Regions from separate parts of the Mus musculus genome. Here all the other regions are linked to region 5. The links are chromatin contacts, called in public HiChIP or PLAC-seq and promoter capture Hi-C maps. All regions are on one chromosome and are shown on one strand. The core of a region is the stretch at or near the end of the contact, and the rest is flanking DNA. Distances in the headings are between cores, read along the strand shown.

What was found. Promoter capture Hi-C pulls out the DNA fragments that hold promoters and counts their contacts. HiChIP or PLAC-seq counts read pairs in DNA pulled down with a chosen protein or histone mark.
Region 1: a contact with region 5 is called in an H3K4me3 HiChIP or PLAC-seq map of embryonic stem cells, with 11 read pairs. The contact joins the promoter of Foxk2 here to the promoter of Slc16a3 in region 5. A contact is called at or near these places in 1 of 484 Hi-C or Micro-C datasets (embryonic stem cells), 2 of 115 datasets of contacts at active chromatin or transcription factors (embryonic stem cells and pancreatic cancer cells) and 1 of 9 other capture datasets (liver).
Region 2: a promoter capture Hi-C map of embryonic stem cells shows a contact between it and region 5, with 3 times the contacts expected there. The contact joins the promoter of Mrpl12 here to the promoter of Slc16a3 in region 5. A contact is called at or near these places in 6 of 39 promoter capture datasets (the HPC-7 cell line, cranial neural crest, embryonic stem cells and 3 more), 3 of 115 datasets of contacts at active chromatin or transcription factors (astrocytes, embryonic stem cells and pancreatic cancer cells) and 1 of 9 other capture datasets (embryonic stem cells).
Region 3: a FOXA1 HiChIP or PLAC-seq map of pancreatic cancer cells shows a contact between it and region 5. The contact joins the promoter of Wdr45b here to the promoter of Slc16a3 in region 5. A contact is called at or near these places in 2 of 39 promoter capture datasets (fetal liver and trophoblast stem cells), 1 of 484 Hi-C or Micro-C datasets (embryonic stem cells) and 2 of 115 datasets of contacts at active chromatin or transcription factors (bone marrow-derived macrophages and pancreatic cancer cells).
Region 4: a promoter capture Hi-C map of embryonic stem cells shows a contact between it and region 5, with 2.3 times the contacts expected there. The contact joins the promoter of Gcgr here to the promoter of Slc16a3 in region 5. A contact is called at or near these places in 1 of 39 promoter capture datasets (embryonic stem cells) and 2 of 115 datasets of contacts at active chromatin or transcription factors (embryonic stem cells and pancreatic cancer cells).
Region 6: a FOXA1 HiChIP or PLAC-seq map of pancreatic cancer cells shows a contact between it and region 5. The contact joins the promoter of Hgs here to the promoter of Slc16a3 in region 5. A contact is called at or near these places in 1 of 39 promoter capture datasets (embryonic stem cells) and 3 of 115 datasets of contacts at active chromatin or transcription factors (bone marrow-derived macrophages, memory CD8 T cells and pancreatic cancer cells).
Region 7: a contact with region 5 is called in a promoter capture Hi-C map of fetal liver, with 2.8 times the contacts expected there. The contact joins the promoter of Mcrip1 here to the promoter of Slc16a3 in region 5. A contact is called at or near these places in 7 of 39 promoter capture datasets (the 3T3-L1 cell line, the SN4741 cell line, embryonic stem cells and 3 more), 3 of 115 datasets of contacts at active chromatin or transcription factors (embryonic stem cells, memory CD8 T cells and pancreatic cancer cells) and 1 of 9 other capture datasets (liver).

What each region holds. Positions count from the first base shown.
Region 1 is chr11:121,258,598-121,261,914 of GRCm38.p6, forward strand. Foxk2 (forkhead box K2) reads left to right here and starts at 1,390. Exons shown (of 9, transcript NM_001080932.3): 1 at 1,390-1,925. The coding sequence starts at 1,534.
Region 2 is chr11:120,483,149-120,486,337 of GRCm38.p6, forward strand. Mrpl12 (mitochondrial ribosomal protein L12) reads left to right here and starts at 1,489. Exons shown (of 5, transcript NM_027204.3): 1 at 1,489-1,620; 2 at 2,095-2,281; 3 at 2,508-2,594. The coding sequence starts at 1,544. Hgs (HGF-regulated tyrosine kinase substrate) reads left to right here. Exons shown (of 22, transcript NM_008244.3): 22 at 241-836. The coding sequence ends at 351.
Region 3 is chr11:121,352,516-121,355,776 of GRCm38.p6, forward strand. It overlaps Wdr45b (WD repeat domain 45B), which reads right to left and starts at 1,932. Exons shown (of 10, transcript NM_025793.3): 1 at 1,712-1,932. The coding sequence starts at 1,778.
Region 4 is chr11:120,529,074-120,532,128 of GRCm38.p6, forward strand. It overlaps Gcgr (glucagon receptor), which reads left to right and starts at 1,654. Exons shown (of 14, transcript NM_008101.2): 1 at 1,654-1,760.
Region 5 is chr11:120,947,507-120,950,667 of GRCm38.p6, forward strand. It overlaps Slc16a3 (solute carrier family 16 (monocarboxylic acid transporters), member 3), which reads left to right and starts at 1,561. Exons shown (of 6, transcript NM_001038653.1): 1 at 1,561-1,644.
Region 6 is chr11:120,466,285-120,469,261 of GRCm38.p6, forward strand. Hgs (HGF-regulated tyrosine kinase substrate) reads left to right here and starts at 1,351. Exons shown (of 22, transcript NM_008244.3): 1 at 1,351-1,479; 2 at 2,725-2,809. The coding sequence starts at 1,443. Arl16 (ADP-ribosylation factor-like 16) reads right to left here and starts at 1,316. Exons shown (of 5, transcript NM_197995.2): 1 at 1,079-1,316; 2 at 898-956; 3 at 370-483. The coding sequence starts at 1,139.
Region 7 is chr11:120,548,333-120,551,619 of GRCm38.p6, forward strand. Mcrip1 (MAPK regulated corepressor interacting protein 1) reads right to left here and starts at 1,395. Exons shown (of 5, transcript NM_001033231.4): 1 at 1,325-1,395. Ppp1r27 (protein phosphatase 1, regulatory subunit 27) reads right to left here and starts at 2,800. Exons shown (of 3, transcript NM_026814.3): 1 at 2,532-2,800; 2 at 2,280-2,430; 3 at 1,643-1,997. The coding sequence starts at 2,721. The coding sequence ends at 1,874.

The DNA of each region.
Region 1 (3,317 bases), core at 140-2,639, 310 kb after region 5:
ATCTTGGCCTATATAGTAAGCTCCAGGCCAGCCAGGGTTATATATGACTGATCGTCTTTCCCTCCCCACAGAAAACACCAAAACCAGCCACAAAAGCCAAACAAAGCAACATAAGTGTTGGATTTGTATGCTTACTTTACATACCTGGATAGCTAGGTGTAAAAAGTTAGATCTAGCCATGTTATAGATAGATGCTAGAGTCACATGGCAGAGCCTCAAACCTGCCCTAGGCAGTGCGCAGGACAACACAACGGTGTCAACAGTAATGGGAGGGCATTTCTTGTTCTTGACACCCTTTGTCCTTGAACTGTGTTTGTCTAGATACTCACCTAGTTATCATTTCCATAGTTTTCTGTACATCACCTACAATGCCTCAAATTAATATTTAATGAAATGGCTCTTTGCCATATTTATAGTACAAAGCATTTTGAACCCTTAGGAATTTATCCCGTAATTACAGACACATATGTCAAATAAGATATGTAAATGTTATAAAGACTGTTTCCCATTAAATGTATTGCAAGTTTAGACATAGAATGAATTAGAACGCAAAATGTTCCCATGCCTCTAGTCTGGGGCCTCTGTTTAGAAGCTCTTGGCTAGAATGTCCACTTTATCCTATGCAGCTTAAGTCCAGACTCTCAACCTTTCCACTCTCCCTGACCTGAATGAACTCCTTTTGTGCATCAGTGAGAGAACACTGCGTCCCATCGCCTGCACCCAGGGGCCACCATATTGGTGTGACGTTCTTTATGACCACGTGCCTCTCTTACCAGAGCTAAAGCAGGTGCATCCACTGCCCTTCGTTCCTGGGGAAGAAACTAGGGGTCTCAGCTTCACCTCTATGTTGGCACCGGCTTCTGGAGCCCCTCACAGCCTGCTCGATCTGCATAGCTCTGCTCCTCCCACGGGCCCGCGTTGTGGTTTCTTTTTTAATGGGAGAGATGGGATCTCTCTATCACACATACACAGATTGGAATAAAGCTCAGATTTGCAGTCCTTGGTATGAATTACTGAGTGCAGAACTCTATGCATACTGGGGTAATTTCTGTCACATCCCTGTGACATACGGGTCGATGCGGCAGGTTCCCGAGCAGCGCGCCTGACTCTACGCAACCTAGGGCGGAGTGTGAGAGGGGCCAGCGGCTCCCGGGGCGCACTCGCGCCCGTCGTGACCTTGGACCCCCGCTCAGTCCGCGAACGCGCGCGGCCCCACGCCAACTCCTCACTCCGCCCCGGGTTTTCCGCGCCGCCGCGGCCAACCTGCGTCGCGCGACGACGCCGGACGTGCGGGCGCTCGGCGGCGCGGCTCCCCATTGGCCGGCCTCGGTAGCCCCACTGCGTGCGCCGCGCCCATTGGTCGGCGTGCCCGTCCGTCGTAGGGCCGGCGCGCGGCCGTGCGAGCTCCCGCCCTCGCAGCTCTCCTCGCCGGCCGGCGGTCTCCGCGACCGTGCTCGGCTCGCGCGGCCCACGACCGCGCCCGGGCCTCGGCCCGCTAGGGCGCCCGCGCGGATCGGCCAGGCCTCGCAGGCGATGGCGGCCGCGGCGGCGCTCTCGGGCGCGGGCGCCCCTCCCGCGGGCGGCGGGGCCGGGGGCGGCGGATCCCCGCCGGGCGGCTGGGCCGTGGCGCGGCTCGAAGGCCGCGAGTTCGAGTACCTCATGAAGAAGCGGTCGGTGACCATCGGCCGCAACTCATCGCAGGGCTCGGTAGATGTGAGCATGGGCCACTCGAGCTTCATCTCGCGGCGCCACCTGGAGATCTTCACGCCCCCGGGCGGCGGCCATAGCGCGGCCGCCCCGGAACCCGCGCAGCCCCGGCCGGACGCGGGCGGCGACTTCTACCTGCGCTGTCTCGGCAAGAACGGCGTGTTCGTGGACGGGGTGTTCCAGCGGCGGGGGGCGCCGCCGCTGCAGCTGCCGCGCGTGTGAGTGGCGGGAGGGGGGCAGTGTCCTGGACCTGACCCACGGTGGCTACCCAAGAGCAGGGAGGGACCCTGACCCACAGCAGCCACCCCCGGGGAGGGGCGGGACCCGCACTCAGACCCACTGCCCATCATCAGGCAGGACGCAGAAGACCCACGTCAGCTACCCATGAGCAGGGTCAGACCCTGGACAAGACCTGGTCCCCATCAGGGAGGGATCCTGATCCGCTATCCGGGAGCAAGGAAGGCTAGACTCACCACCAGGACCCATTCACTGCCCATAACCAAGACCTGACTGATTCTGACCTACCCTAGTTTAATGCCCACGACCATCACTGGGATCACAGCCCCCCAGCGCTCCACCCGGAGTATTTAACATGCTGGCCCACTCCTGTCTGCCCTCCTACTGCCAGGTCCCCTGCACTGGTATTCTAACCCACGGCCCTTTGTCCAGTCTGACATGGGACTCTCAGAACACAGACCATCATTTCTGCCATCAACCCTCAGCCCTCCCTGCCATCATCACCAGCGTTGGTGGGTGGAAGTTTTATGGGTGCTCTGTGCCTAACCATCAGGGAGGAGGCACCCAAGGGAGATGCTAAGATGTGTGTGGTGGAGAACTATCTAAAATGAAGGGTAGATACCTGGTACCTTTTTTTTTTTTTTTTTTTTTTTTTTAAATTCACGTTTCAGTAGCAAGATATTTTGGAGGTAGCGTCTTAAGCCTAACAATTCTCTTTCCCCAGTGTTTTTGTAGCCTAAAAACTGAAAACTCCCAAACATGAAGGATTAGAAGCCTGTCTGTCCAGAACCTTAGAAATCTGGGAAAACTGGATACTAATTTCAACCAAGTAATCTTTAAAAAGCATTTTTAGCCAGGTGGAGTGTATTCAACCTGTAATCCCAGCACCCTAGAGGCTGAGACAGTAGAAATTTGAGTTCCAGGGTAGGTTAGACTGTGGAGTAAACTCTAGAATAGTTTGGGTTGCATGCTGAGACGTCGTCTCATAAAACAACAACAACAACAACAAAAAAACAGAACAAAGGGTGTTTGGTTTTTAAGGAATTATTACAAGATTGTGTAGAATAATTACAAAATTATTACAAGGAAGCCTCATAGGGAACTGTCAATCACAGCACAAAACAATTTCAATTTGGTTCTGTGGTTGGATAAACTTACTGTTTATTGTGCTTGAAAAACAACTTTGCTTTCCAGGAAATGCTAAGTATTCCTCAGGGTCCCTCTCTAGATCAGTGCTAGTAGAGCTTTTGCCACAGACTGAAGGTTTTTTAATTGCTTTCAGTTTTTGGAGATAATAGCAAGAGCTGTGTTAACTTAGGTTTGATGTGTCTGTACTCCATATTTCTTAGCTTTGGGAGGGTGTCCCAGCATGC
Region 2 (3,189 bases), core at 239-2,738, 460 kb before region 5:
GATCCCTTGCACTGGGTGCATCAGGGGCTTTGCTCAGCAGACAGAATCATGACATGCCATTAAGTGCACGTATGTACACATGCGTCCATATTGCACAGGAGACAAGTTTACAAGAGATCACACGTGCCATTGCCATATTGGTAACAACCTGATCTACTATGTGCTAAGGTGAAGCTTGTTCTAAGCCGAAGGTTTTGTTTGTGAAGGGGGGTGATGAGCCTATCTGCTCTTTCTCTCCAGATGGCCCCCAGCACCGGCCCTCCCCAGCAGCAACCCCCTGTGGCCCAGCCAGCGCCTACACAGGGACCGCCAGCACAGGGCAGTGAGGCCCAGCTCATCTCCTTTGACTGACCTTGAGTCTGGCGCTCACCATGCAGAGTAACACTACAGTTCACCAGAAACCACTTATATGTCTAACTAGCCATTCCTCCCCTATTACTGCCCTGTAGTGTCCCTTCTGTGAGCAAGGGGTGGGCCTTCCCCCTTGGCCCTCTTCCCTGTCCTCGGTGGTCTGGCTCCTATCACTGGTTCCCTGCTTCAGTCCTGATGCCGTCTGACCTCCCCGGGACTGGGGCTCTGCAGGGCAAGTAGAACCTTCTCTGGAGAGTGCCCGGCTGTGTTGGGTGCCACAGGTGAATGCTGTGGGGATGCTTAGCCTGGCCCGGAGTCTGATGTGAACTAACTGTGTGGTGTCCAGGCCTGGCCCTGGTACCCAGAAGAACCATGTGGCTCCTGCACAGCAAGGGTAGAAGCTTTAGGTATCTCTGTCTCCCCTTCTCCTTGGATGTCATCTCTCAGTGCAGAGCAGTGAAAATAAAATGTATTTCAAAACTCTCATGATTGATTGTTCGGGCAGCAGGCTGGGTTGGACCAACAATTTAATAGTCTGCATCTGTTGTGGAGTGTGCTGGGTACTGGCTGAGAAACCGTGGACTTGCCAACAGTCTCCTTCCTGGTGGGGATTCTGCAGACTCATCTGGTGCAGGATACATCACCAGGCGGGTGAGGAAGGGTGCAAACGCGGGCTTTTGCAGCCCAACTGCCCTCAGGATTACCCACTGCTTAAGGTTTTAGCTCTCAATAGCTCACCCTGAAATATACGGTTCAACCTGACTTCTGTGAGGTCTCAAGTTTTGCTCTTTCCCTCCCCGCTAAGCGCCCGCCTTAGTGTGCACTCAAAGGAGGCGGTTCCGCCTAGTGAGCTCTTGGGAGGACTCCAGGCCCTTCCTTCTCCTAGGTTTAGAGTACTGGGCTCCTGAGGTTGCTAACCTCTTGGACCACTGAGTTGAATTCAAGGGGCTATGAGTTCCGTAGGTAAAGGGGTGGGGGCGCCTACTTATTCCCCTGGCGAGACAAAGGCGTGCGGAACACGACTGATGGAGAAAGCGCCAACCCAGTATTGTCTCCGCGCCTGCGCGTCGCACCGCCTAGTGCGTAATACCAGGAGCCAACCCGGGCTAGAGCGGCCCGGACAGCTCGCCTCCTCCCGGATAGAGCGTCGCTTCCGCTTAGAGCCGCGTGTGACCTTCCCGCTTGCGGAGCTATGCTGCCGGTGGCGGCTAGCCGCTGCCTGTGGGGGCCACGGCTTGGACTCCGGGGGGCAGCGCTTCGCCTTGCCAGGTAAAGCGGTGGTCTAGAGCGCCATTGCCGGGGCGGCGGGCAGGAAGTAGGTTCAGAGGGAAGGGGTGACGGGCGCATCGCCACCTTCCGCGGCCCAGCCTGCGGGGCGTGGAGAGGGCGGCTCGGCCTGGGCGACCTTGGGTGCAGGTACCTTTCGTCCCCAGCTTCCCGCCGCTGAGACCCATCGCCGTGGTCGGCAGCATAGCCCGAGCCCCGTGCTTTGGAAGGCTTGGTGCAGCACTGTGCACCCGCCAGGCTGATGTATTCCATTCAACCAGAAGCCTGCCGTTCTGGGCAGTATTGCAGACATAGTCGTGGGCTCCTGAGGCTCTATGGGAAATGTAGGAAAGCTTTTTCGGGTCCCTTAACCCCAGCTTGTGGAGCCTGGCCTCAGCGGTGGCAGACTGAGCACATGGATCTTGTACCCTTGAGTCTCCCGTTTTTTCTGATCTAACGGCTGTTTGCCTGGGGTAGGCAACAGATGCCCAGCGTCTGTGCAGCGCGGCAGTTGAGAAGCAGCAGCCACCGAAGGAGTGAAGCACTCGCCGGCGCACCTCTGGATAATGCTCCCAAAGAATACCCCCCCAAGATCCAGCAGCTGGTCCAAGACATTGCCAGCCTTACGCTCCTGGAGATCTCAGACCTCAACGAACTCCTGAAGGTATTAGGAGAGATCGGCACAGGCCAGGACTAAAGTCCCTGCCTTCTAGTTGTATTTTTACCAAACAAAGGTCAGAGGTCCCTGTCTCTTCTGGGGTGTTTTGGGAGTTTGGTAAATTATCAAATGTACTTTCCTAGGTGGTAGGGCCAAATAGGCTTGTACCTCCATTTGTACCTCCATTTAGGGTTTGATAAGCAGCCACTGAGACCTCTCCTTCATCCTACAGAAAACATTGAAGATCCAGGATGTCGGCCTTATGCCAATGGGTGGCATGGTGCCTGGTCCCGTCTCTGCTGCAGCACCGGCCTCTGAGGTGAGCCTAGGCCACAGGAAGACCCAGTTCTGTGTGCCCAGTTAACTGCCCGACTCAATAACTTAGGTATTTCCCTGTTCCTCCTTGAGTCTGTAGCTGTAATCCCTGTGTTCTGCTGTGGGCTCCCTGCAATAGCTTTGGGAAATTTTCTGCCGAAGGCATTCGAGATCTTTACTAGTGCGTGCATGTGTGTGGGTGTGCATGAGCAGGGGGTGGTCAAAGGTCAGCTTTTGGGGGTTCTCCCCTTCCGCATGGGTTCTGGGGATCAGGACCTCGATTCTGTAAGCTAGCTTTCCTTCTGCCCTCTGAGCTACACTGGTGGGAAAAATGATCTGAAGAGAGGAAACGGTACGCCAAACAGTGCAGCAGTCTTGAGTATTATTAAAAGTAGGGAGGGCACAGAGATGTTGTGGGAGAGTGCCTGCCTCAAGTGCACTGCACCAATTTGGACAGGTAGGGAAGAGACTTGGAATTTCGAGGAAGGCCTCTACAACATGACAATGTTGAATCAAACTTGAAGGTGTTGAGGAAGAGAAAGCAAGGTGTTTCTCAAAGAGTTCTGGCTGACAGAGGGTTTCCAAGTGATTTTTTTTTT
Region 3 (3,261 bases), core at 682-3,181, 410 kb after region 5:
AAAGCTAATCTCTCTCTCTCTCCTCTCTCTCCCTCTGGTTTTACAAGACAGAGTTTCTCTGTGTAGCCCTAACTGTCCTGGAACTCATATGATGTCCATGAGCCTCTCAGCCCCCACGTGCTGATGCTACATGCGCTTGCTCCTTCACAGTTCCACAATGGGACCAACCCTAACACTGCAACCAGGCCTGGAATCCCGTACTGCTCAAGGCCACCACACTGGAGTCTAACTGCTCTCTTCCCAGAACTGTCTGTGCTTCCACAGGACAATAATACTTTTGCCTATCTCTGTCCGATCTAAAGGAAGGCTTTCCACACTTGTAATGGGCTATGCACATTCTCTCCCTCTTACCTTGGTTTACCTTGGAAATGTTATAGCTTATAGCTATCCTACAGGTTCTGATTATAGTGAACGCATCCCTCAAACTTCTTCAAATGCCTAGCACATGGACTCTAAGAGAATATATGCAAATGGGATGCACAATAGCACTACCTACTTAAAGCACTACCTAACTATAGTCTGTAATAGTAAGATCCCCACCTCAAAAATAAAAACAGCCAGGTGGTGAACATTTTTAAGGAGGTTTAGGGAGTTCCAGGACAGCCAGAGATACACAGTGCCAATTGTCTCAAAAATAAAAATAAACATAAAAATCAAAAAAACTCATCTTCTTAGCCAGGGGCAATAGAGTGAGCATGCAATCCCACTTGCTCCAGGGACTGTGAAGGGAAGATTCCTGGAGCACAGCTTAAGATAAGCTTGAACAGGAGAGCAAGATCCAGTCCCAACAATAACAAAAATCAAGTTAAGTTCACTTTCCAAGACAGTAAGTCATACATTTGCTACAGCACCTCGAAATTTTACATACGGAAAGCTAAGATGTTATAACTCTTAGAAGCCCAGAGTATCAGCCTTTACCCTTTTCCCTTGAGGAGATTTAGAAAAGGGAAGTTAGCTGACATAGTGGCACACTCCTTTAATCTCAGCACCCCGGGAGGCAGAGACAGGGTCAACAGAGTGAGTTCCAGGACAGTGAGGGTTACGCAGAAAAAGCGTCTCGGGGATATAATCCCCACTAAGAGGGGTTCCCGCCCATTATCTTGGAAGCAAGAATACCTTCTCCAAGACCCCAAACTCAAGAGGCAAGAGGCAGTCACGGGAACGCAAATCATGTAAGTCCTTTCATCCTACAGAACAGAAGAAAATACCAGAGGGGAGGGAGAGGCGTACAGCTAAGACATCAAGGCGAAGAACCTACACTCCACGAAGGTGCCAGCCGCAAGAACCACGACAAACTGCCGCCCCGCGACGGGCAGGTCCCGCTACGCCACCCGCTGGCAACGTAAGCGCTGGAGACCCTGACGCCCAGCAGTAAGCCTGCGGGTTCTTAGGTACCCGGTAAAAAAGTGGCACTGCCCGCCGACCCGGGCGGCGGCAGCGCGCGGAGGGGTGGGGTGGGGTGGGTGTTTCTCCCCGCTATGGGTGCCCGGGCTGGAAAGGACCGCGGGGGGGGGGGGTCCTCCCTACAGAGCGGTTCGGAGATTTCCTGAAAGAGCCGCCAGAGTCTGAGCTCTCAGGGCGCGACCGAGTCTCCGGTTAGGGTCCGGGGGACGCTCGCGACAGCTCCGGGGCCCTGCGGTCGCGGTAGCGTTGGGTCGGGGTCTCCCGGAAGGGCTGGGGTGTTACCACGGAGCTGGGCCCGGGGTCTCACCGTGGTCCTGGTTGAAGCCGGCGTACAGCAGCCCGTTGCCGTGAGGGTTACACGGCAGGAGGTTCATGGCGCCGTCGTAGGGACTGTGGCTCCTCAGCACCGCATACCGCTCGCAACCAGGCGATCTCTCCGGTCGCGCGGCGCTAGGGCCGCCGCGGCCGGAAGCCAGGGTCCTGGGGACTTGCGTCGTGCGTGTGTCGTCAGTGCTGCGTCATCAGTGCGCGCGGATCTGTGGGCGCGCGTGCGCGCAACCAGCAAGCGCCGAGGGACAGACGCGTCCACTGCAGGGAAGTAGGTGGCGGGAAGTAGGTGGCGAGGGCTCGCCGGGCGCGTCCATAAGGGGCGGGGCAGGACGCAGCCGAGGGGAAGCTGCGGAGAGAGCTGGGTGCCCCGCACTCACACAAGCAGGGCAGGACTGATGGGACCAAGGACAGGGCAGAGAAGAGACTGCGCCAACGCTCCTGCCCACAACACAGTCTCCTGAAACCCTCACCGCGTTCCCACGATACACATCGTGTTCGACCAGAAGCAGCCTTCGTGTAATGGTACCTGCATTTTCCCCGAGAGACAAACACAGACAGACTATCCCCTATTTCTTCCCGAGCTTTCCCAACCATCTGACACGTCCTCTCACAGACACAAATTTCCAAAGAGACATAATAGGACATAACCTCACAGAAAAGATCCCCAGACCTCGCGACTGTTGTTTGGGGTGCTCTGTTTACAGGGGTCTGGGATGGCTCTGGAAGCTGGTGCTTTCTCCTCTCTACTACAATTCATTCTCTGGTTCCCTCTCTCCTCACTGGCTTCTCCCCTTACCTGTTTACCATCCTTTCCCCCAAATGAAGACTTGTAGCGTCTTAGGATTCAAGAAGCTTAAGCAGAAGGACCCTAGTCCCACACAGCCCACCATTCATCCCATCAGCACTGAAGAGGGGAGGGGAAACCACTTCAGGGACTGTCCTTTCATCTCTCTAGTTATGAACCTAAGAAAGGGCAGCTGAGGCATGAATGTTCAAGCCCTAAACGGTCTCACCATCTGTGAGAACATTTGCACAACAATAAGGTGGCTGTGAAGGTCCTGGCAGGATGTCTTGATAGTTGGCCACTGTCAAGGAGGCCTTGTTCCTTCGGGTTTCACTGGCTTACACACTCACCTGCCTCTCTGGATATCTATTCACCTCATCTCCACAGGGCTGGATGACCCCAGCTTCAGGCCTTCAGTGGCTCAGATGGCTACACTCCTGCTTCTCTAAGGACATTGTTATTATGTATCTGGAGACTCAAAAAATGTTAAGACATTGTAAATCACTAATAAAAACTTAGGGTATCCAAGCTTTATCTTATTTCAGTTTTCCTGTTGTTTAATCTCTCATAGGGTCTAGCTTCCTAAGCAGCAGGACCAGAAGAGAGACCTATACTTGAGCCTTTATAACGCCAGAATGTTGTGGTGGCTTTGTTTTGGTTTTTGGTTTTTGTTTTTTTGTTGGCAAGGAGTGACAAGGGCTTCATCTCTAGGGAAATGTCTGGCCACAGCTCTAACAAACCTC
Region 4 (3,055 bases), core at 404-2,903, 420 kb before region 5:
ATCCCTCAGCCTTGCACAAGCGGCCCCCACTGGGCGGCGGAAACAAACAGGTCTTTGCCTTCTAACCTTTGCCTTCTGGCCATTGCCTGGATCAAAACAGAAAAGGGCAGCTCCCTGTCAGGATTTCTGGTGGACTCTTCTGAAGATAGGGGCACAGAAGACAGAGCCCCGGGGAGTATCCCTGTCCCCAAATCCTGGCAGGGTCTTCCTGTGGATCTTATAGACATGTACAAAGCAGGGTCTGCCTACGAATCACTGGAGGGTGGGCCAGCTCACCGGTGAGGGAACCCACAGGTTGGGGCACAAGATCCAATGTCCCCTAAATAGACATGGAGTCCTGGAGAAGGACAACAACTGAACAAGGAACTGACCCAAGGCCCATGGGAGTTCTGAGGAAGGGCGGTGGGTGACAGAGAAGAAACCACATGTGTTCCAGATGAGAGAGACTGGTGCTGGACTGGATTCCCTAGAGGGGCCTCGGCTCTTTACTAGATGATCTGCAGGTATGAGGTGGAGGAGAGGACACAGACATAGGAGACTTGGGCCGCAGAGGACTGGTCTGGGGGCTGGAAATGGGGAGGGAGGTTGTGAGTACCCATTCTGAAAGCCACAGTTACAGGGAGAACTTTCTAGAAAGCAACATGACCCTCTTACAGGATGTGGAGAAGCCAGAGAAGTGGAAGCCCAAAAACACCCAAGGGAGTTTCTGATCCCGAGGTTACTGGGCAGGAGGGGAGATGAGGCAACAAAAGGTGGCTCAAGGGCTCAAATGGGGGGGCGGGCAGTGGAGAAAGTCCTCTCCAGGGCTGAGTCTAGGAGCGAAAGGCAGGCTTGTGGCTCAGAACCTTTGACTCCAGAAAAGGAGGTATCTAAAAAAGGTCTGTGCCGACTGAGAATATGGCCAAATTAGTGGATTGTCAAATGAGTGGTGTTGCTTGAGGGCTTATTGGACAGGAGTCCCTGAGGCCCACAGGGCATGTAACCTGGAAAGGGTTTAAGAGGCACTCTTAGCGGATCACCTTGTCTGAAATCTGCAGAGCGGCCCATGTATCCTGACCTCTCCCACCCATGGTGCATGTGTGGCAGCTGCAACCTTCCAGCCAGGAGCCAGATGTGGTTAAGTAAGGGACTTAGTCCTTCTAGAAAATCAAGACTGCAAACCTGAACGCAATGATGAGACCCCAGGACAGTGGACATTGAAAGAGAAAGGGGCGCGCTGAGTCACTTATTGTTCCCTTGGAGAACTCAGACCCATCAGGATTCGCACCTGCCAGGTCAGGATTCACCCGTGGAGGCTCTCTGAAGTCCAGGGTGCGCAAGGTTGGATCCTCAGGGTTACGGTACACCTGGTGAGGGTTCTCGGAAGGGACCCGTAGGGTCGGATCCAGGTCAGGGCCTGCTCCTGTGTGCCAGAGGGGAGGGAAAGGGAGAACGCGGGATGCAGACCTGCCAGGCAAGCTCAGCCCAGGAGATATACTCGGGGTTACACCGAGAGGGTCTGAGAGCTCGCTGCAGGTCCGCTGCACTAAGGCGCGGGCGCGGACCCTCATCTCTCCCCCTCCCCCGCGGGCCGCTCCCGCCCCCACCCCTCCCCCTTCGCCGCCGCCCAGCGTCGCCGCTGGAAAGTTTGCGAGCGGCTGGCGCGGAGCTGGCGCCGACCCCGATCACAGCGCGGCCGAGGCGAGCAGTCGCCGGCGCCCAGATCCGAGTACGCTCGAGGACCGCGAGGAGCGCAGCCCTAGCCCCGGCGACTGAGCACAGTGAGCACTAGGGTCGGGCCCCGAGGGGATGGTCTCAGGCTGTCTGTGGGGTGCTGGAGCACGAGCGTGACCTGGGCGCACAGAAGAGGGGAGCGGGGAGCTGGCCCTCGGGCCTGGACGTAAGCCAGCTGTCCCTGGGGTTTTGGGAGTCGCGGTTCTCGTCCCGGTCTAACACCTTATTCAAAACGGGAAATGTGTCCTACTGTCACGGTTAGGGCCACCTGATTCCCAACCGTCTCCTGCAGGTTAGGGGTCTCAACTTCTCCTTTCTATTTTCTGGGAGCGCAATCCAGGAAGGTGGGAGAGGGTGGGTGCAGACGTGGATCCTGCTGCCCCATTGAACGCCCAACACACTCCAGCTTCCAGCTTCTCACACTCCAAAGGCTCGCTCATCCCCTTCAGATGGATTCGCTTCCCCTTCCTATGTGTCCCTGATCTCCAGAACTTCCTAGCAGTGTCTCAGTCTTGCGGGTTAGATGTGTAGGCACCGTGCACTGAGGGTTTTTTTTCCCCTGCAAGCTCAGGTCATTGCTCCCCAGAGACCACCTTCCCACTTCAGACCCGCGAAGTTTTCTGTCGCAAACCGACTGATCCCTTACCTCTTAGCTCTCGCATCCTTCGAGGTTAGACCAGGCATATTTTGCTGTTCTTCTGTCTTGGAGACATAGAAGGGGGAATCTGAGCTCACCCGAGCCCGTGGGTATCTCCGCCCCTTTTCAGGGGAGGACTGGAGAACTAGGCTTTGTCACAGCCTGTGGCCCCTGATCCTGTCCCTGCCATAGGACTATGACCTGGTCTAGTTTCTCTGTTTTGACAAAAACACCCTTCCAGTTGATATCTCTGGGGATTCCTAAGATCAAAAACGTTGCTACTTTGGCTTCTAAGGAACCAAGAGGATCCCCCCCCCACCTTCCCTCGATGCCTCCCTTTGGCCACTGGGCCATCCATCTAACACCCTCCGCCACCTGCAGAGAAAATCGGTAACCACACTGCAAACACCCACGTGTCCTTTGTCCTGTTGGAGCTTGCTGGAAGCGGTGGTGGCATGGGACAATGCCAGTCCGAGTGGCTGGTGTGGTGGTGGCATGGGACAATGCCAGTCCGAGTGGCTGGTGTGCCAGATATGTGCTCTGAAGAAGGGGGATTGATTGATCTAAAGGCAAGACAGGCAAGCATCTTAGGGATTCAGACTTGCATCTTCCGTATTTCACCTACAGTTGGGTCTCACTGAGAGTCAGATTTCAGCAGCCTAGTTCAAGACGGGAAGAGGGTAGGGTCCCTGGTCTACTGTCCCT
Region 5 (3,161 bases), core at 311-2,810:
CCTAGTTTCGGGGGACCTGGGGTCATTTAGGAGCCACATTAGAAGTGAGATGGACTGGGTACCCTAGGGTAAGTGTCTTGGGCCCTGTCCACCAAAGGCCATACTCCGAGATGCCTCCTCATCTCCTCACCCAAACTGCCCGGTCATTGGTCATTTCCATTGTGTGGCATGGGTTTGAATCGGCACCCCTTGCACCCCTCGGAGGACTGGAAAGAACTCTCCCAGCTCAGAATGGCTCTACTCTCTCCCAATCCTGTTCCTTTCCGGGAAGTCAGCATTTGTAGAGCAGCATGCAAAGCTGCTGTCCTGTCCTCATCTCCCACACTGGGCTGGGAGTGTTAGGATTGCTCTTGTGCTCTGTGTATTCAGATGCCCCAAGAGTTCTGTGCCCCAAGATCAGGTTGCAGTCTGGACATGGGCAGCGTATTGACCAATGTGCTGTGGAGAATGCTCCCCAATAACTTCTGATTGGATAGTAAAAGGCTAAAGCCTGTGACTGGGCAGGAAAGAGAGGAAGGTGGAACTTGAGATGAGTAGGGGTATCTCCAGTAGGTACCAGGAAAAGGAAAAAGGCAGGGGAAGGAAGAGGCCTGCCTTGAGGCAGGATGGTCTGGGAGGATGGACCATGAGCACGTGGCCGAGAGAAAATCGCTGAGGACACTCATGGGGCAGAGCAAACACAGCAAGACTCAGTTGGCAAGTAATGTGGCGTCTATAGTTAGGATGTTATAGCAATCTCAGAACCTGCCCGGTTTAAACTTACAGCTTGTTAATAAAAACACCAGGTTTCTTTGCCCCCCCCCCCGCCCCCCAGGGAGCTATACAGGCTAGAGTGGAGCAGAAATCCCCCCATAAAAATCACTTCTATAGGAGTTGAGGGGCGACAGAGCAGGGCTGTGTCAGTGCCTGTATCTGACTTTGTTGCAGGGCCCCGACCACAGGGGAAAACGGAAGTTCAGGGAGGTTGACAGCCTTGCCCAAGATCCCCGGTCAGTCCAAGGTGCCTGAGTCTTCCTAACTAGGGAAGACAGCTGCCACAGCCACACAATAGCCCAGGCTGAGGCACGAGCAAGGTATGGTGGTTTGGATGGGGCGAAAGTCCGAAGTAGGCAGGCGGCAGGAGCCCTGTGTGCATGAGGTGTGGTGGGGGCGTGTGCCACCCGGCAGAAGGCGCAGGCCAGAAGGCCAGGGTCTGGAGGGCAAAAGGTCCCAGTCTCGGAGATAGCGAGGACATTGCCACTCTCTTGCAGGAATCATGGAAGGAGCCCACAGTCTTGGGAGGGGATAAATGGAGGGTAGAATGGGAAGCAGAGGTGGGTAGTCACGGCCCAAGGGCGCGGAAGAGAACAGTGAGAAGGTCTGCGTTGGGTGGGGCCCGGGCCCCGGGCGCCTATAGAGCGAGTGCCAGCCTGGTCTCCCTGTTAAGTGGAGATGGCATTGTCCGCGCCGTCGGGGAACAGCGGCCAGGGCGCCCCCTCCGGCAGCGGCGCGGGGTCCGGGTGGGGAGGGCAGGGGCGGCGCCAGGCAGCGGTGACGTGCGCGGGGGACGTGCCGCGCGACGGATGAGAGCACTTAAAGTCGCCCCCGGCGCGGCGCCGGGCAGCCAAGGCGGACAGAGGCAGATACAGCGGCTGGCGGTAACAGGTAGGCGCGGCGAGATGCTTGGCGCGCGGAGCGAGGCTGGGACCCTCCCCCCGCCTCCAGTCGCCCAAGGTTTGGGGCCTTCGATCATCAGGCGGGGGATCCAGACCTGGAGCTCCCGGCCCCTGACCCTCTCTCCTCCTGGTTCTCCAGCCCCATTCTTTCTTGACTTGGAGAACCTTCTCACCACTGCGGCTCCACCAAAGGGCCATGAACAGCCAGTTGCGCGCTTGCATCCTGCTTCCCTGCCCTCGTAGACGCCTATCTATCCATCCGGTAGCCCTCGGGGGCTGGGCTTCGTCCAGGAGGGCAGCTGCCCTGGGCGACCAAACGTCCAGAGTATAAATAGCTCGGCCCAAGAGGGTTGGAGCGTGGCCGGACGGCCGGGGAACCTGGGCTATATTTGGTGGGAATGCTACAGCCTCCTTGGAACCCCGAATCTCCAGCGGGCGTCAGCAGGCCGCCCAGTGAGAGAGAGGGACACGTGCGCTTCGGAATGGTGCCACGTTGGGGGAGGTATGCCCTCGGGTCTCTTTCATCTCTTTACATCCACCTTTTCTACCATCTTAAACTCATCAACTCTTACCCAGCCACCACTATTAACCCAAACTAGGCACATGAAAGTGGGGTTTTCCTCCGGAGTGGGCTCTGTTTGCTCTATTCTCATCCGATAGGAAAACCAGGCACGGTCTGTTTTCTTACCTGACAAGTGGGTTGACTAGGCGCCTGCCTGGATGCTGGTCCAGTCAACAGACAGGCTCAAGAAACTGTTAACTCTGGACAGCTGATAGTGCTTGGAATCTGGGTGACAAGCAAGGAGAGGGCAGCAGGGCCCAGGCCGACAGGAACCCTTTCAGGACAACAGGTTGGTCTGAGCGTAACGGCAAGGTTCTCCCCATAACACAGGCTCATTAGCTTTCCCAAAGTTCTTCTGTTGGGAGCAGGTTATCCCCGAGGGCTCCCGGCATCATTGTACAGGCCCAAAGTTGGCTGGTGTCCCGTGGGTGCTGGGTCCGTCCGTGTTGAGGAACGAGGACAGTCCTAAAAGTGTGTGGACTCACTCAGGATGAGCAGTGACTAGTGCACAGCTAGGATGCTGTGCAAAGGATGAGTCTACCCCTTAAGGGGCACTGAGGACACTACCGAGATACATGTGGCCCCTTCTTGGCAAGGACTTTGAATAACCAGTGGTTTGGTTCCAAGATGGACTTGGCCACATCACCAGTGACCTTGGGCAGGGCTTGCTCCCCGTAAAAACGATCTCACTGCTTGGATGCCTAAATTTCGAGGGGCAGCGAGGAGAAAGCACAGTAGGCCTTAGAACCATCAAGAAGTAATGTTGAAGGGGCCAGTGCGTGGGACCCCACAGTATGCCGGTGTTCCGGGACTTTAGGACTCTAATCCTCCAGTGAACTGGTCAGAAAGGGGAGGGCTGGGGAGGCCCAGAAGCAGACACCTTTGGGCCCCATGCGGGACTTTCTGGATGGTGATGCTAAGCAATTAGAGACCTCTGGACCAGG
Region 6 (2,977 bases), core at 101-2,600, 480 kb before region 5:
GCTTTTAAACAACAGGTTTTGGAAATAGCCAAGGGGGAGTTGTACGAGGATGACTGTCACTGGTGTCTTTAAGTAAAATTAAGTCTACTGTGGCCATCAGCTCTTCATCCCAGAATTTGATGCCCCTTCCTTCTACAGATAGGACCAACAAGAGGGATGTAAAGTGTTGGTCGTATTCAGGTATCAAGGCATAGAACATGCTGTGCCTTCAACAAGCCTCCTAGAATCTGAGCCCTGCTCAGGAAATCAGACCAATGCACAGTCATCAAAGACCCCCAAACCCGATCCCATGAAAAGCAGGGCCAATACTTGATGGTTCAGGGAGTCAGACAAAACTGACCTCCAAAGAAGCTTGAAGTATTAACTCACCAAGAGCGAATGGCAGTTTCCATAGTAACTGGACCAGATGGGGCTCATGCATCCCCCGAGCTCTCGGATGGTGATCTTCCTGTGGGCCACAATGTCTGTAAGGTTGGTGCCCACCTATGGAAAAAACCACGATGCACTGAGACCAGCGCAAGCGGTGTGCTGTGGTGAGCTTCTGGATGGCAGCACCGCCATGAGGGAGCTAAGCATCCACAGCCAGTGACAACTGCTCAAGCCCTCTGCTCTCGCCACCAAGAAATGCAGCTCTCTGGGGGCTCCAGGCCAACGTCAACCATAGAGATGGGCCTTGAGAGTGACGAGGGAATGAATTTCTAGGGATGGGAGAGAAAGGTGCCCACCGGAAGACGGGCTTCGGGTTCTCCACACTCAGAAGTCTAGTGATGGGAGTTCCTCTGCCGCAGACAGTACCCAACCTACTGACCACAGGCACCGCGGCTTCCATTAGAAGAGGTCTGAGGACCTTTGCAAGCCTCAAAGGGCATGCATGACCTGAGAGAGGCCGACACCTACCGTGGGCCGCGTCGGTGGGGGCTCTCCCAGGTCGCCTTTGCCATCTCCGGAGCTCAGCTGTCCCGGCGGTCAAGGGCCATGGCGTGGCAGAGGGAGGAGTTCCCGTGATGAGCGACCCCGGTGTGCTCCCTCCCCACCCTGCCTGGGACTCCCTGCCTGCCCACTCGGCGCGGAAGGATATTCTGAAGGCGTTTCACCAGCAGGGTCTTCCCGACCCCAGCAGCTCCAAGCAGGAGACACATCCCTTCCTCGGATAACGCGCTTGTACCTCCGAGCTACCACGCAATGAGGCCCGCCTCCGCTTAGCTTTCATTGGATAGACCGCTCGTCCAGGCTGCTCATTGGTTAGTCCCAATGGACTGAGCGGTCCAATGGACGCTCAGAGTCAGTGTGTAAGCGCAAGTCTCGCCATGGAGCAGGACTCGGGGCGGCGCGGAGGCGTTGCGCGTGCGCGAGCAGAAAAAGAAAGGCGGAAGCGGAAGTTGGGGGGCGCGTCAGCTCCGAAAGAGGGAGCGACTGCAGCGTCGGTCCGGAGTGGGGTCGCCATGGGGCGAGGCAGCGGCACCTTCGAGCGTCTCCTAGGTAACGCGTCCGCCCGTCAGCTCCAAGTCAGCTCCCTCGCGCGCACCGGCCAGATGCTGCCTCCGTAGGTCTCAGGAGAGCGGGCCGGCCACCTAGACCGGCCGTCGGCCTCCGGGGAGCACTGCACGGTTCCCGGGCCTCGGGTGTGGCCGCCCGGGCTGTACACTGAGTCCTGGGGTTCCAGTGACGAATGCTCTTTGGGGGTCCGTGACGGACCTCTCTTCCTCCGGGTCCGACGGTCCTGAACCGATTGGGCCAAAGTCCTGAGTCATGAAGTCATGACTCAGATCTTAGCTTCATGCGGGTCTCAGACCCCGATACCTTTTCGCAGGGTGGAACCGATACTGCCTTCCTTAAACCTTTCGAGCCCCTTGGGGAATGCTTCCTAGGACCTCAGCCTCTTGCGCTCTGGTAGTGCCTGGGGGTTTGAGAAGACATGTATTTCTCATTTTTGAAGGTGCTTGTTGATATCACTATCTGAGGTTCCTGGACAGTGTAAATTTTAGGAGGGAAAAATGAGTTTGACATGCATGCACCATTCCCTCAATAAATGTGTTCAGGAGCAGGCCCCATCCTAGGCTGCTCACTTGCTCCTTTTTGAGCTAAGGTTTTCAAAGGGGAATCTTAGATGATGAGATGTTTACCTTAGTCTCATATCCTGGGAGGTTCAGCACGTCAGGTATGAATCCACTAACTTGTTGAATGAGTAACAAGGGTGGTGTATCTTGGGATAGCTCACTTTCGTAAGGGAGGGGTGATCCGAGTGTGAAGAGGTGTTGGCTGGGGGTACCACTTGACATGGAGAAATCATCCCTCATCTTCTAGAGCTTGCTAAGGGACCCATTACATTACCCAGCTAAGAGGTAAAGGACAAAACTTCTAAATGATGGGACTCTGTTGAGAAGCAGCAGGGTATGCCATTTTAAAGTGCCCAGCAAGCTGTGACAAAGGGCATTCTCTACCTCCTTTATCTTTAAAGCAGATGCAAGTAGTACCTCTCTCCAGAGGGTCTGTGGGAACTGAGTGAAGCCGAGCTTGAGCTGACAGCTGATAGGGACTAAGTATCATTTCCACATTATTTGCTTCTTGCATGGGAGGATGCCATTTCCATGGTTGTCAGTGTACTTCAAGAGGATTTTCAGTTTGGTTTTGGCTGTATAAAATGAGGGATGTTCTTGACTTTTGACGGGCCGGCTCGGAAACATAGCTCAATGGACCCTTTGAATGGGCATCTCTTCCCTTTAGACAAAGCCACCAGCCAGCTTCTGTTGGAGACAGACTGGGAGTCCATTCTACAGATCTGCGACCTGATCCGTCAGGGGGACACACAGTAAGTGAAGAGAACCACCCCTCTTCTAAGATTAAATGGGCAACATGAGTTTTTTGTTTTTTTGTTTTTTTTTAATCCAGATTGTTTTGATATCTTGGGACAATTAAAACAGCACAATTTGGAGATACTTAGACTCACTGATATTTCCTTGAGGAGGTCTGTCAGGCT
Region 7 (3,287 bases), core at 145-2,644, 400 kb before region 5:
CCGACACACTCCAGGGCCTTCAAGGCTGCAGAAACTGGCTAGGGTGCTGGGTGCTCATTATCTCTGAGTTTGCCTCAGCTCCTGTCTGCATCCTACATCAGGTTCCTAAACTCTCTGAAATGCTGCTTCCCAGTGACACCCGTGTGGGTCTGCTCACAGCCCCTCTACTGGGAGAGATCCGGAATGGGTTTATTCTCTATAGAACTCTCCACTTCTATAGGACCCAGGGCTTTGGAAGGCAGGGTAGGGGGACAGATCCAGGACCACATCAACTCTTCTAAATACATCCAATATGCCAGGCACATGATGCTAAATGGTCACACTTTGCTACCCACCACAGTGACAATGCGAGTGGTCCCTCACTACAATCAATGGTGCAATGGCTGGTCACTCTGTTCTTCTGAAACGTCTACTATCCAAATGTTGTTGTTTCCTTCTTTCCTCTTCCCACCCCTTTTAGAAAAAAGGTCTCATGTAGCCCTGGCTAGTCTTACATTTCTGATCCTTCTGATTCCACCACACAAAGAGTTGGCATGACAGGTGTGTGCCACCACTCCCTGCTTCAAATTGTGAGGCTTATAGCGACTGACCAGCCAAGCAGGAGCCACAGTGCTGTGACAGCTCGGGCCTGCTTCCAGATGACAGTGGCAGGTCATCAGACCTAGAACGTGTATCCTATTCTTTCCCGGGACTAGCAAACTATTAGATATTCCCTAAATGGACCCAAACCCAGACTCCTTCTCCTGAAGGACCTGGCTCTCGTTGCACTCCTGTCACATCGCTGTCTAAACGTCCTGGACACTCCCCAGAAATCCACCAGCTGATCTCAACTCACTGGGGGCCTTTGCTTGAGCCTGCCCTGTGTTTGAAACATGGCGTCCAGAGGGAAGACCATTTTATCTCGGACGACCACCCCAGGATCTGGGCTGCTTTTGTCAACAGGGTACGATACTTCCGGCCACCAGCATGTCCAGCTTGCCCACAGACAGGCCCCGGGCTTGCGCAGAGCCACTGCATCAGGACAACTGGGATGTGGGCAGGGCAGGTAGCCGGCAAGGACACCGGCGCGGTTTGGGGAGGCTGGCCTGCGCAGCTCAAAAGCAGGGAGCGCCCTCAGAGGCTGCCCCGGGACCGCGGGCGTCGGTTCCCGGGGAGGTGGGGGGGCGGCCGCCACGTCCGCACTCCGTGGAGACACCGGCCTTGTCTCTCCCCGCTCAGGCCAGGCGACCCAGCGACACCAGGGCGGGGCGGGGCGGGGCGGCCAAGGTCCCACGGAGCCTGCAGCGCCCCGCCCCGCCGTGCCTCCGCGCCGCGCCTTCCTCACCTCGCCCTCCTCGCCGCCGCCGCTGCCGCCGCCGCCGCCGCTTCCAGTGGGCCGGCCGGAAGTGACGCGGCGCGCAGGCGCAAACGGCGCGGGCCACGTGATCGCTGGCGAACGGAGTGCGGCGAGGTCGGAGGCGCGCGAGGTCGTCCCGGAAACACGGGTGGGTGTCGGGGGAAGGGAGGGGTTGCCGGGCATCTCTGAACAAGAACATCGGCGCACCGGCCCCGGACACGCATTTCCCCGGCCCTGCGCTGCCAGCGAGCCCCCGCGTACCTGGCGATGGTTTTGTACTGGACTGCGCTAATCAAGTCATCATCACAGCTTGGGAATTATGTTTATTGAAAAAGTAAAAAGTATCACCATTAAAAAACAAACAAACCTGGAGAAAAAGCCAGGCCAGAGAAATGGGTATAGGGGCAAGAGGGTCGTTCCCCACAAGTCCTAACCAGCCTGGCTGCCTCACTGCACATCCAGTGGGCACTCTAGTCCTTGGGGCAAGGTGCTTGCCACTTCTCCAAGGAGGCGCAAGCCCCAAAGGGCTCTCCTGGCTCAGTCCATGCTGGTTCCTTTGAAGAGTTCCACCAAGTCTTTGAAGTCCGGGTCAATAAGGTCGGAGGGCAGATCGCCATCATCATTGGCTGCATCTCTGTCTGCCCCCAAAGAGATGAGATACCTGAGGTGTGAAGGGCAGGTGGTTAAAGCCTACTCAGCCCACTCCGGGGCCAAAAGGCTAGAATATTGGGGTCACCTGTTTGTTTTTTCCAGGCAGAGTGAGGAGGAAGAAACCTGACCCCTTGGAAGCTGTGGCCAGATTTTCCGGCTTGCTCTAATGTTGCAATCGGGTAGAAACTGCCAGAATCCCTGAGTTGATGCCTACATCCTCAGAGCCATATTTTGGGGGGGTCCACCTGGAGAGATTAGGATGAAACCTCTGAACCACATTCCATAGTCTCACCTGGCTATGTCAGGGTACCCATCACTGCAAGCGATGTGCAGTGGTGTCCAGCCTGTCTCATCCCGCTGGTGAATGTCAGCCCCGTATTTGACTAGCAACTTCACACACTCTAGGTTTCCAGAGAGCACAGCTTCATGCAGAGCAGCCAGTCCTGGGCAGGGTGGGAACACAGGGTCAAAGCTGTAACCCTCAGAAGAGGATCTCCCCTGCCTCCTTATGGACAGAAGGCCAGACTCTCAGTTATCTACTCACCTGAGGGATGGATAGTGTCTAGGGAGACTTTCCGAGCCCGGATAAAGCGTCCCACCTGCTCCAGGTCGCCTTGTCGAATGTGGTCCAAGAAGAGAACATCGTTAGGGAAGCGCACGCTCCGATCGGCCAACATCCGCCGCCTCCGCTGTCGGGGGCTGTAGCGAGCATAGCGGACCGTTCGGCTGGGCATCCTGGGATTGAGGTGGGCTATCTCTGTGGGTATGAGTGAGAAAGTGTCCCTACCAGACCAGATCTGTGTAAGCTCTCCTGCTCGACAGAACCTCGATTCCAGCTTATAAAGGGCTTGCGAGGCTATATAAAGCCACGCAGTCATGCTTGCAGACGCGAGGGGCTGAAACTGAGCTGCTCCGCGCTCCCTGAGCACAGGATCATGTTTAGTGGCTCATCTTTCAGCACACCTGTCACTATGTCCGGCCAAAGGGGTCAGATCCTTCCTGGCTACTACTCCCTCTCCGCAGCTGGACCTAGAAGGTGCCTTATAGAGGACAGAAGGACTAGGAGAGAGTCCATGAAGAAAGCTGTGGATGTGAGCTCAAGGGCATCAAGAGGGTCTAAGCTTAAAGGATGATGGATCACCTGTCTACCTACTGGGAGCTGAGCTCCCTCCCCATCTGAAGAGCACCAATCCATTGTCATTTAGGAGGTCACAGCCCTGTCCATTTCCCAATGTGTCACTCTCACCTCTCCAAGAGTAGATTCCCAAAACTGCCTTTAGGGTGCATCATACTGACATCT